2 separate regions of the Capra hircus genome follow, and region 2 is linked to region 1. The links are chromatin contacts, called in public Hi-C maps. All regions are on one chromosome and are shown on one strand. The core of a region is the stretch at or near the end of the contact, and the rest is flanking DNA. Distances in the headings are between cores, read along the strand shown.

Region 1 (6,552 bases), core at 1,027-3,526:
AACCCCAAATTCCAAACTGGTGGCCAGCAAACACGTTTCGCAAGGGACCCACACTGTATTTAAAAACTTGTTAAAATTAGTTCTCAACATTTACTGATCAAAAGATTTCACATAAAGACAGCGTTATGATTTCTTCTCAAAAACAAAAACTTCTGGTAACACTGTTGTGACATTTCTACTTGGCCATTTCCACCGGCTGGCATCACTAGACGGGGAACACAATCTTTATTTCACCACACTCTGGACCTTTACCTGCCCATCCCTGGTAGGCATCTACACTGCTGAGCTAAAGAAGAAAGAGATTCCTTTGCAGTAAATAATGAAACCTACATCAATCTAATAAATGTCTGCAATTCTCCAGGTCAGTCAAAATGTACAATAAGTGATCCCTTTCCTTATCTGATCTCCTAAAGCAGCAACTTCCGTAATGGTTTCACCAGTGATACAGAGACCCTTGGACCGATCAGAAACCCTTCTGAGAAAAAGGAGTCCATCTGAAAACGGAGACATTCTCCAACAAGTGCAAAGCAAGGAAACTCACCAGGAGGAGGAGTGAGTGAATCAGTCCCCAGGGAACAGGGGGCCCAGTTTAGGCCCCACAGAGAAAGGGGTTCCGGTGACAGTCAGATCATTGGCTATTTCTTCCTGGAACGCTGGATAGTAAATTCAGGACCCTTATTCAACTTCTTCTGCCCTGAAAGCAGGTTGTGGAAAGGAAGGGGCTGTCAGAAGCTGGGTCCCCAAAGAAGCAAGGGCACAGGTGTGAAACTGGGGGCGACTGGTAATTTTTGGAAAAAAGAAGAAAGCAATACTAAACTGGGGAGATCTAGGTAAGACAACGGATTTTGATGTTCAAGGAGTTATTTTTTCTTTCTTTCCTTATTTTCCTCCCCTTGGAAAGGAACCTGGAGAGCTTTGCTGGGAGAAGCCTAACTGAGGTGGAACAGGTGATGAAAAGGGGTTTGTGTTGGGATGGCTGGGGAAGAGTTGGGAAGAAAAATATTAGACAAGAGAGAAAACGGAAGGACTGAGTTGGTTTGTTATCAGTGGAAAGATATTCCAAACAGGGGGACTCATGGTGGGAAGAAAGAATTTTTGCTGGAAAGTGATCCTCAATGGAGAAAAAAAAAATTTTTTTTGCGCTAGAGGAAGTTCCTAAGAGGAGGGGGAGGGGCGAATTCAAGGCGTCTAGGCGGGCTTTCTTGGTTTTGCTGGAAGATCCTAAATAGAAACAAATCTGGGTCCTCTAAAGTGGGGATTTTGGGGAGGAAAGCGGATTTTTAGCACCAGGGCCTGGAAAAGCGGAGGGCAAATGCAAGGCCGAGATGCAGAAAGTGCGGAGGTCGGGTAGGGCCCGCGGCGCGAGCTGGGGAGCTGCGAGGGGGCAGTTGGGGCCTGGGGGGCGGGGTAGGAAAGAAAAGGGGGTGCAGCGAGCCAGGGGCCTCTGAGGAGAGTCTTCTCCAAGGGGGAAGGGGCTGCGGGGATGCAGCGGGGCCCGGAGCTGTTGGGGTGCAGAAGGTGCGTGCGTGACGCGGGGTGGGGGGCGCTCGCCGCGCCTGCTGCGCCTCTCGAAAGGGAGCTGGGCCCCCCTAAAAAAGAAACATAAAAACGAATTAGATTTTAAAAGGGGGAGGGGTTGATGAATGAGGAAGGGGCGGGAAAGGGCGGGGTAGGAAGGAAGGGGAGGGGGCAGGGGCAGCAGCAACCGGGTTTTACCCGCCCCCGGGGGCTCGCGCGCCGGGCCTCGCGCCTCTCGGGCATCCCAGCGGCCCCCTGTCTGCCCCCGCGCCGCCCGCAAGCCCGGCGCGCACGCGCAGCCGGGTCCGCCCCTGGAGAGCCCCGCGTACGTGGCCGCGGGCCGCCTCGCGCCGCCCAGAGCGGCCTCGCGCGCGCCTCGCGCCGCCCGGGCTCCCAGCGCGTGCCGCCGGGCCGCGCAGTCTCGGCGGCTATTCGGCCGTCGCCAAGGGGGCGGGGCCATGCGGGGGCGTGGCCAGGCGCGGTCAGGTGACCTGCGGCAGGCGGGAAAGGAGGCAGTTGGTCGCCATTTTGGGAGGAGGGCGGTTGAAGGCGGGAGAGTGTGAAGGCGCTCAGGGAAGGAGACCGCGGGGGGAGGGGCCGGCGCCCCACGACCCACACAGAGAGGCGGAGAGTCGGGCGTCTCCGGCCATTGTTCATGGAGAGCGGCGTTAGAACGCAGTATGGGGAACTCTGGCTCCCCGCGGGCCGCTCTAAGCTGCAGCCTCAGAGGGTGTGTGTTTGAGGGGCGTCGGTGTGAGAGTAAGGGCCCCTCGCAGCGTCGTGGGGCCCTCCTGGCAGCCCCTGTGCTCCCTTGGGGCCACCGAGCTCTTCCTGCCAAGGGGTTGGGAAGACGTGGGGCTGGAGAAGCACGAAGCGGGACACGATCTCCTCTGCCTTTTTAAAGCCAAGTCCTGAGCCGTCTGTAGATCGGGCTCTGAGCTGAGCTGTGTTTCCGGACCGGGAAAGAGGAGGAAACCGGCAGCAGCAGTGGCTTGGGAGTTGGGGTGGTTGATGATCGGTCAAGAATTCTGAACCCTGCAACGACTTAGGGATTTAATTCCTTAGAAATTGTGCGCTGAAAACCTAGAGAGACATCAGATTCGTGGTTGCCGGGGGGTGGGGATGGGGATGGAGACTAAGTTTCGAAACTCTAAGAGGATCTGCTTGGGATGATGGAAGTATTTTGAAAGTAGGTTGTAGGGGGTGACTGCACAACGTGATGACTTTATTAAAAATCCTTGTGTTGTACACTTTACATGGGTGACTTTCATGTAAATTATAGTAAAGTTTTTATGTTTTAAAAAATGTGATCCCTGGGGTTGGTAGAACAGAGGAGAGGAAAAGGACTAACATTCCACCTTTGGATTCCTTCATTCAGCAAATATTTATTGAGCTTCTGTTCTGATATACTGCAGTGTATGAGTCAAACAGCCCTGCTCTGGCTTATGTTCCTGAGAAGCACGGTCTGATAGAAATATAATACAAGCACTAAGTGCCAGCCACACAACTTTCTGTTTTCTAGTGGCCATAGTTTTCAAAGTTAGAAAAAAGTGGGAAATTAATAATACAATTTAACCCTAAATGTTATTTCAACATGTAATCAGTACAAAAAGTTTTAAAAGATAATTTACCTTGGAGGTGACTTTAAAATCTGGCGTATATTTTACATTGACGGGACATCTCAATTAAGACTAGCCACGTTTCAAGGGTTCCATATAGCCAAACGTGTGGCTTAGGTACCGAACAGCAGGCGTATCTTTAGTGGGGGCAGGCAAAGACATTTAGAATACAATGTAGTTATAGGGTTGTGGTTTTTTTTTTTTTTTAATGTAAGGAAGGACACTACAGTGTGTCAGAAGATGCTATTTTATACAGGTCAGTAAAAGCCTCTCTGGCAAAGTAACACTGAGCAGAAACTGGAAGGCGGTAAGGAAGGGAGCTATAAAAATATGGACAGGAGCGGGGCGGGGGAGGCAGGGGGGCGCAGGCCGGAGTACACACCTTGCCTGGCGGTCCAGCGGTTAAGATTCTGATCTTCCCTGGCAGGGGGCCCAGGTTCAATCACTGGTCGGGAACCAAAATCCAGGATGCTGCATGGTGCAGACAAACTAGCTGCGGGGGAGGAGCAAGTGCAAAGGCCTTGAGGTAGGAAGATGTGGGATCCATCTTCAGAGACCACGGTGGTTTGAACCATGTACGCAAAGAGTAAACTCGCGGCAGGTCATGTAGAACCGTGTAGGTTATGCAAAGACAGGCATTAAGCATCTGCCTTTAATTTAGGAGGGTTTCTTTGTTTACTTAGCAAACATTAAAAGATACTGAGTTTCAGCAGTATGATCTCTCCTCCTGATGGAAGAAAACGAGTACCCTGGTCGATGAGTAGATGAGAGTTTTAAGAACAAGCCTTAAGGTCCTGAATGAAAGTGATATTTTTTCTGTCCTTTGACAAATACCAAGCAATTTATGGCCAGAGAAGATCCTTGCAACACACAACACCAAAAAGAGCATTCAGAAATTATTTTAAAAGACTGCAAATTAATGTCACAACCCAATAAATAAAGGTATGTGGAGGCATTTCATACAAGAGAAAAAAATAGGAAAAATGACCTAACAATTGCAAGATTTTAATGCAAATTAAAGCCACAGATATTAGGTCACACCCACCAGTTCGGCAAAGTTAAACATTTTTTTCTGTCAGGCATAGCAAGGGGAACTTGCACAGTACTGGTCATGGGTAAAATTGGTAGTCACATTGGATAACAAGTTGGAGATGCTGAATAAAATTTAAAACATTGGGCTTCCCTTGTGCTCCAGTGGTTAAGAATCTCTCCTTGCAATGCAGAGGACACAGGTGTGATTCTTGGTCCAGGAAACTCCCATGTGCTGCAGGGCGACTGAGCCTATGAATTGCAACTACTGAAGCCCTTCTACCGAGAGCTGGTGCTCTGCAATGAGACGTCCACGCACTGCAGCTAGAGTGTAGCCCCCACTTACCCCAACTACAGAAAACCCGCATGCAGTAACGAAGACCCAACACAGCCAAAAAAATGTTAAAGATGTGCTGTGTCCCATGCCCCAGCAATGCAGGGATTGACGGTAGACAAACTCTTGTTCATATGCATTCGAGATGGACATAAGAATAGTCATACGCAATAATGTCTGTAATAACAAAAAAAACAAAAAATCAAGTTGGATTGGATGATTTCTGGAACAGCAAAAGGACATTAATAGAAAAGCTAGTGAAATCTCAGAAACTGAAATTCAGTTAATAGTAGTGGATTAGGGTTGATTTCATGTTTCTGACAAATGTACTCTGGTAACGTCAGAGGTGACAGAAAAATCTGGGTGAGGGGTCTATGGAGGTGTATGTCTTTCCAACATTTTGCAAATCTAAAAATCTTTTCAATCTAAAATTACTCCAAAATTGAAAGTTTGGGAAAAAGAAAAAATGTTCTTCTGAATAACTTGTGGTATAGAATAGTGATTCAATGGAATATTTTATAGCAGTGACAGTTTCAATTACTACAATACAGATGTGCTTCCATTTACTTATAAAGTTTCCAAACATAAGGCCAAAATACACAATATACAGTTTAGGGACACAGATAAAGTGAATTGGGCTTTTTAAAAGCAAAGGAAAGAGAAACACAAAATTTAACAAAGTAGTTACTCCTGAGAGGTGAGGGAAATGAATTGAGATGGAGAAGGGCCCATAAGGGAAGTGCAGAGGAAATGGATTTTTTTCCCTTATGGTGGGCCCACTCATTTTATTCTTTAAAATATAGATATATTTGATTTTTTAACTATATTAAAATGTTTAAGCATTTGTAGCTCAACATTTTTTTTAGATTTGGGGGTGCAGCTGTGGAAGCAAGATTTTGGGCTCTGGAACAATTCAAGTAATTCCTTTTATTTCCTCTCAATCCTTGACAGTCTTTTGGGTGCTGTGCTTTGAAAGAGGTACCAAAATAAGGGAAGAGATGGATTAAGAAATAAATAACAAGTGAATTCCAAAGGGAGATGAGAGCTGTGAAAGAAATGAACACAGTGATGTGACGGAGAGGATCTGGATGCTTGAGAAGCTGGATTTTCAAAGCACGGTCCCCAGACCAGCAGCACCACCAGTTTGTTAGAAATGCAGAAGACCAGGCCCTATCCCAGTCCTCCTAAGGCAGGAGGTCTTGAATTTAATAGCAAAATTCCCATGGGATTCATGTACACCTTGAATTTTGAGAAGCACTGCCTTAGCATGATCCAGGAAGACTTCTAGGAGGAGGTGGCATTTGAATTGAGACCTCAAAGTTAAGAGTCAGATGGTCAAGGAGAGGTCTAGAGCAAAACTTCCAGGCAAAGGGAGTGTCAGATACAAAGGTCATGATACCAAGTAGAGGTCTGAGAAGCTCAAAAAAGACTAGAGGACTTCCCTGGCAGTCCAGTGGTTACGACTTGTGCTTCCACTGCAGAGGGCACTGGTTCCATCCCCAGTCTGGGAACTAAGATCCCATATGCTGCAAAACGCAGTCAAAAAAGAAACTGTCAGAGAGGAGTAGTGTGGCCACAGCAAGCAACTCAGGGGTACTGATGAGGTTAAAGAAGCAGATGAGGTCCACGCAGAGCCTGAGGGACTCTGGGAAGAAGTTTGGGTATTCTGTTAAATCTTTAGAATCCACTGCAGTGTTATTTGCAGGGAGAGGCACAGTCGGATGGACATTTTCAAAAATGTCACTCTGGGCCTGCAGTGGCTCCATATTGTGACACTTTAGCTAACCTGGAGCCACATTTCTCAGAATTCCCTTCCATATATGGTTCTGGGTTAGGCTTGGCTAGAGGAGAAATCCACAAAACATTGATTTGTTTAGCAATTTTAATCTAATATATAGTCCATATTCAGATTTCCCACTCATCCTTCAAATTCTCACCTTAGCAATATTATTATGAATAATATTCCAAGTAACAATTAGAGCTGTCCTAAGGTTGTCCTAAGGGCTTCCCTGGTGGCTCAGATGATAAAAATCTTCCTGAAATGCAGCAGAC
Region 2 (6,552 bases), core at 2,908-5,407, 110 kb after region 1:
ATCTCGTCTTCCCGGGTCTCCTCTGGCTTGTAGCCACATCCCTCCCTTCTCTCCTTCTGAGCCATTTCCCCTCTGCATGGGTGTGTCTTCTCTTATGCGGACACCAGCCATATTGGATTTGAGCCTACCCTACTCCAGTATGTGCTGGTCTTAACTAGATGACATCTGCAAAGACCCCGTTTCCAAAGAAGATCACAAATTCACAGGTAATTCACTCGGGGTTAGGATACTGGCATATCTCTTGGGGAGGCGCAGCTCAATAGGACACAGCAGCTGCTCGTTCCTAGAACCCTTTTGTGTGAACTAGAAAACCCTTCCTCTGGGGATTTGGAGAGCAGCACATGACCCGGATTCCAGCCCCTTTCAATCAAGCCAGTGCTTTGTGCAGTGAACAACCTGCCCAACCGCACATGAAGGCCCTCAGGATCAAGTGGGAAGGGACGACTTCTTTGAGGAGGTGACATCTGAACAGAGAACTGCATGAAAGAAGGGAGGGGACCACGGGAAGAGAGCACCCAAGGCAGCGAGAACAGCCCGTGCAAAGGCCCTGAGGCAGGAGCGTGGACAGAATGTAAAACCGCCAAATGGGTCTATGACTGGAACCTGGGGAAGAACGGGGTGCAGACGAGAGGTGAGATCAGTGGGAACAAAGGGGGCCGATCCTGTAGGATCCTATAGCTCCGCGCTGAAAACCTCGCTTTTACTCTAAGAATGAGGCGGGAGCCACCGGCAGGTTCTGCGCAGAGGGCTGTGAGCTGACTTCGTTTTCCTAGGCGCCCTCTGGCGGCCATGTATGCAAGCTACAGGGCAAGGAGGCAACGGCCACAGTCAGGTGGGTGTGACGGCGGCTGGACTAGGGTGATCCACCCCGTTCCTCGGCAGGCTCCTGGGGGTGTATGGGAGGGGAGAAGCAGATACATGGGATCTCCAAGAGAGAGACCGCCCCCTCCTTCCTAGCTCTAGACCTACTTCCCCCGCGTATGTAATAAAGATCTAAAGGAGAACAGCGGTGCTCAACATCCTTGAATTCCTGCGCGCTCCTGGAAGACCCCATGTGGCCGTGGAAAGAAATTTGCCGGTCATTTCCACCGGCTAACATTGGAAGTCCATTCTGAAGGAGATCAACCCTGGGATTTCTTTGGAAGGAATGATGCTAAAGCTGAAGCTCCAGTACTTTGGCCACCTCATGCGAAGAGTTGACTCATTGGAAAAGACTCTGATGCTGGGAGGGATTGAGGGCAAGAGGAGAAGGGGACGACGACAGAGGATGAGATGGCTGGATGGCATCACGGACTCGATGGCCGTGAGTCTGAGTGAACTCCGGGAGATGGTGATGGACAGGGAGGCCTGGCGTGCTGCAATTCATGGGGTCGCAAAGAGTCGGACACGACTGAGCGACTGAACTGAACTGAACATCGGAAGGCTAGCTGAACGCAGCCCGACAGAGGGACATGCTGGCTAACGTTTCCAGAACACTTACTTTGGGCGTTGCTCCCAGCTCTTCACCCGGAATGTCTTATTTGATGCTCACAGAAGCTGCCGTGTGGGAATTAATAACCCCATCTTGCAGATGAGGAAACTGAGGCCCCAAGGGATGTAGTAAGTAGCAGACTGGGCTGCAAGCCAGGCGGTCTGGCTAGGAGCTTGCAATCTTCCCCTGTGCACACCCGGCCTGGGGGGAGGGGTGTATACAGCAACAAGTGAAGTGAAGTCGCTTAGTCGTGTCGGACTCTTTGCGACCCCATGGACTGTAGCCTACCAGGCTCCTCTGTCCATGGGATTTTCCAGGCAATAGTACTGGAGTGGATTGCCATTTCCTTCTCCAGCGGATCTTCCCGACCCAGGGATCGAACCCGGGTCTCCCTCATTGTAGACAGATGCTTTACCGTCTGAGCCACCAGGGAAGTCCTGTATACAAGGCCTTGGTAAATCTGCTGTGCAAAGGCAGAGACAGCCTCCCCAAGCCCCGGGGTATGAGACCAAAACTGACCTCAGCTTCTACAGTTAGCCTTTGGCATACTCGCTCTTAGATGCTAGGTACAGCAGAGTGGGCATCTGGAGAGTGTTCAGTCGCTCAGTCGTGTCCAACCCTTTGCGACCCCATGGACTGTAACCTGCCAAGCTCCTTTGTCCTTGGGATTTCCCAGGCAAGAACACTGGAGTGGGTTGCCTTTTCCTCCTCCAGGGGATCTTCTTGACCCAGGGATCGAAACCGAGTCCCTTGCATCTCCTGTATTGGCAGGTGGATTCTTTACCACTATGCCACCTGGAAAGCCCCTTTCTACAGCTGAGCCATACGGGAAAAGAAGCCAGAAATGACTACCTCTGGACCCAAATCACCTGGACATGGAGCACAACTGGAACCCAAGACTGACCAGTGTCCCAAGTGAACAAGCTCACTGGCTGCTTTCTCCATTTTTTTTTAAATTGTGAAAAAATACCCATAACGTAAAATTTACCTTCGTAATCACATCAGCATTAAGACATTTACATTGTGCAACCATCAATCTTCAGAACTCATCTCATCATTTCTTTTTTAACTTGGCTGTGCTGGCTCTTAGTTGCAACGTGAAGGATTTTTTTGTTTGTCTGTTTGTTTAATTGCAGCATGTGGCTTCATAGTTTCCTGACCAGGGATCCAACCTGGGGTGCCTGCAATGGGATCTCAGAGTCTTAGCCATTGGACCAACGAGCTGGCAGTCAGCCTGGATGTCAGGAACTCATTTCATCTTGCAGAATTGAAGCTCTGTGCCCATGAAAGCATGACCCTGTCCCCCCTCCCCCTCTATCCAGCTCCCCCACGACCACCGTTCCACTTTCTGTCTCTGAATCAGACTACCCTTGTGGGAGTGGAATCACAATATTTGTTCTTTTGTGAGTGGCTTGTTTCATTCAACCGAACATCTTCATTCATGTCGTAGAATATGTCAGTTTCTCTTTTCAGTTTTGACAGATAGGGTGGGGGCAGAGAAAAGAACATCCGAGCTTGTGCTTTGCAGTGGGGACTCCAGAGGCTGCAAAGGCATCAAGGAAATTGGATGACACTGGGGACAGATGTCAGAGACTCCCTGATTGGGAGGTCAGCAGGTAGCAAGATGCGACAGCCACCGTGGTTATTAAGGGCTCAAAGGGTATTTAATGGAGCTGAATACGTCAGCGTGGAGCTTTTTCACTCCACTGACTCCTTCCTAGAATATTATCTTTAATGCACAAAATGTAACCCTCAGGATCACAAGGGAACCAATTATACTGAAATGCAGTTATCAGTATTTTTTGAAATCAACAAAGCTGTGACATGGTAATAGGGTCTGGTGTACCAGTGCATGATTAGAAAGCTAGCTCGCAGTGGGTCTAATCAGTGATGAGTAAGCAATCACTGGAAATTCCAAACACAGTGTGAGGACATCGAAGATTCCTCTTGATGACGGTCTGAAATCCTTGCTCTCACAGGACTCATGTTCTCGTGAGGGAGACCCTCCCTGAAACAGAAAAATGTAAAATATGGTGAGAAAGGCTGCGGGGAAGAATAAAGCCGTGAGAATGGATGGATGGTGGGTACTGCATTAAACAGGGAGATCAGGGCGGGCTTCTCGGAAGAGGTGACATTTGGGTGGAGACTGGAGGGAGGGAAGGGTGGGAGCCAGGATAGAAGTGGCCGGGTGGGAGGAAGGGCAAGTGCAAAGGGCGCTGAAAAGAGGGTTGTCTGAGGAACAGTGGAGAGGCCAGTGCGGCTGGAGCTGAGTGATCGAGGCGGAGAGAGGGAGGAGACGGCAGAGGGAGCCTGCGGATCTTTCAGGGCCTTGCGGTCCACTGAGGGCTTTGGCTTCTGCTTTGAGTGAAAGAAGAACCATGGAGGACTGTGAACAGAGTTTTCATGCACTCGTTTCCGTTGAAAAAATTATGATTACTTATAATTAAAATTAATATTGTTGGTGGTGTTACTGTTTTATTATTGCTGTTCCCATGTCAGGAAGGGAGACAGGGGTGGAGTTTGAAGGCAGGACTGGGAACCCGCGCACGCACCCATTTCGCAAAGGCACTGTGCCTGTCCCCACCAGAGGGCGCCAGAGGCCGGGCGCCCGGTTTGGGGATGGGGGGGCGCCTCGTCCCGCCCCCCCCTTCTCTGCCCCTCCGGTCCCTCCTCCCCGTTCTGGGCCCCACCCGGCTCAGACGGCTCCGGACGGGACCGCGAGCACAGGCCGCTCCGCGGGCGCCTCCGATCCCCGCGGGACCCCCGCCCAGTTCTCCCTGCCAGGTCCTGCAGTCTGCGCGCCCCCTTGGTGAGTGACCCCCAACTGAGGCTGTGGCCTCCCAGCCTCCGCCCGCGGAGCCCTCGAGCCTGCCCTGGCTCTGGATCATTCCCCTACTCGCCGAAGACCCTCAGTTCCCACCCCAGGCAGTGTAGGGGGTCTCTCAGTTCTCCGCAGCCCCTCCGGAAACCTCTCTATCTCCCTCACTGCCCCGACCCCCCGGCGGCCCCTTCACTCTGCAGCAGTGTTCCCCACTCTCCTCCTCCCTTCCCGCGGCCTTCCTTGGAGTCTCCCTCCATCGCATTCATCCACCTCTGCTCCATTCCTCCTCCCACCCCCAAAGCTCCTCTCCTGCCTCACCAACCCCGCTGCCTGTCCAACCACCCAAAGCGTCCTCGCTAAGATGTCCCCCAGGTCCCTCCCCGGGTAGGACACCACCCAGGGCCCCCTCCCTCTGCCCACTTCCCAGGTCTGGCTCCAGCCTCTCCTTCACCTTTCTGGCACACCCTCCCTGAATTCTCCCCCTCCCACACACACACAAATTTTTTTTTTTTTAAGCGTGGCAATGATTTTATGGATTGTAATATATTGGACGTGCAGTTAGTTTGGGTGCTCAAAGTGTCCCATCTTTGGCCAGTGGGAGTCCTGTCGAGCCAGGACTTTGTCCCTGTGACATGCCCCATCCCAGTTTGAGCACTTCCCCACTATCTGACCCAGACTCACTTGTTCTTTCCCTGCCTCAGCCCCAGAATTAGCCATTTCTCCCAGAAGCCTCAGTTTCTGTTTTAGTGGAAAATGGTATTTAGAGACCCCAATCTGACCAAAAGTCGGTTCTGTGCAGAGATCAGTAAAATTATAAGCATCCACTTAGACTGATCAAGGCGGGGCAGGGGGAGAAAGCAAGCAAAGACACAAATGAGTGATAATTGAGAATGAAAGGGGGAGGGGGACATCACTACGGATCCTACAGTGAATGAAAGGCTAGTAAGGGGATGTAGTGAACACAGTCTAGGTGCTGGGGGTGCTGGTTGCTGCTGGGCTGGCAATTCATTCTCTCCCTAACTCCTTAGATCTGGGATAGGAGTGTTGGCTCTGAGGTCAGGTTATCTGGAGTCCCAGCTTGAGCACTTACTAGCAAAGTGATCTCAGGGAAGTTATACTATCTTCCTGAACCTCAGTTTCCTTATCAGAAAAGTGGGGGTAATAATAGCCTTACCTTACAAGGTTGTTGTGAAGATTAAATGAGTTAGAGCAGTTTCTGGCATGCAGTAATCACAAATGTTATTATTCTTGTGAATGATAACATCATGATCTTGGGGACGGGGGGGACCCAGGCAGTATTGAGACTCATTTCTCATCTTTGTGCCCACGTGTTCAGCCACTCTGTCCATCCATTTTACAGTTCCAGGTCATGAAACCCACCATCCTCTCTGCCTAAATGCCCTTGTCACTCTTCAGGGAGCAGCTCAGAAGTCAGCCCAGGGGGCTTCCCCTGTGGCTCAGCTGGTAAAGAATCTGCCTACAATGCAGGAGACCTGGGTTCGATCCCTGGGATGGGAAGATCTCCTAGAGAAGGGAACAGCTACCCACTCCAGTATTCTGGCCTGGAGAGTATGTGTGGGAAAAGATTCTACAGGACACAACTAAGATCTGGTATAGCCAAATAAATAATAAACGTGAAAAGAAAAGTCAGCCCAGCCAGAGCTTTCCTAATCCTGTGATTGATTCACCCTGTCCCCCTCTGGTGCCTACAAGTCCACCACCCAACTTTGCCCAGGCCTTGCTGACTGCTCCGTGCCCTGGTTCTCTCCACACTGGAGGCTCTGGGAGTGTGGGGACTGGTCTCTGGTCTATTTTTGGATCCATACCTCTTGACACATGGTGCGATTTCAGTGAAAATTGCCGAATAATGGAAGGGGTGGGGACGGAGAAAGAAAAAGACGGAGGAATCCTTTTCTTCGGATCAGCTTCTGCCTCCTTCCCCTTGTTTATCTCTTGGGCTTCCACCACCAATCTCGCTTCTTCCAGCATGCCATTGTCTCTCTCTCTCTCTTCCTCCAGCTGGAATAATCACGTTCTTCCTCCTTCAGCTGTCAGCTCCTGCCATCCACCCTCAGTGCTCTCAGAAGCTCTCCCCCCCAACCCATCCCACCAGCCTTCTCCATCGATTCTACTTTCTGGCTCCCTTTCTTCTCCACCTCCTCCTCCAGGCAGTCCCCCATCAACATCCTCTCCTCCCACAGGTAGCCCTCGCGCTGTGCATCTCCGTCAGAGCTCAGTGGGCAGTGTGGAGCCACCATGT

What was found. A called contact is a pair of places that touch in the nucleus more often than the background predicts.
Region 2: a Hi-C map of blood shows a contact between it and region 1, with 2.3 times the contacts expected there. The contact joins the promoter of EHD2 here to the enhancer-like site in region 1. A contact is called at or near these places in 3 of 5 Hi-C or Micro-C datasets (all in blood).

The regions. Positions count from the first base shown.
Region 1 is chr18:55,550,480-55,557,031 of ARS1.2, forward strand. No RefSeq gene overlaps it. Among named protein-coding and RNA genes, the nearest start is that of ZNF541, 13 kb to the left of the region's middle. Within about 2 kb of position 2,277, at least 1 of the 5 cell types and tissues checked has an H3K27ac peak or open chromatin away from gene starts, as enhancers often do.
Region 2 is chr18:55,655,197-55,661,748 of ARS1.2, forward strand. It overlaps EHD2 (EH domain-containing protein 2), which reads left to right and starts at 4,158. Exons shown (of 6, transcript XM_018062680.1): 1 at 4,158-4,280; 2 at 6,494-6,552. The coding sequence starts at 6,549.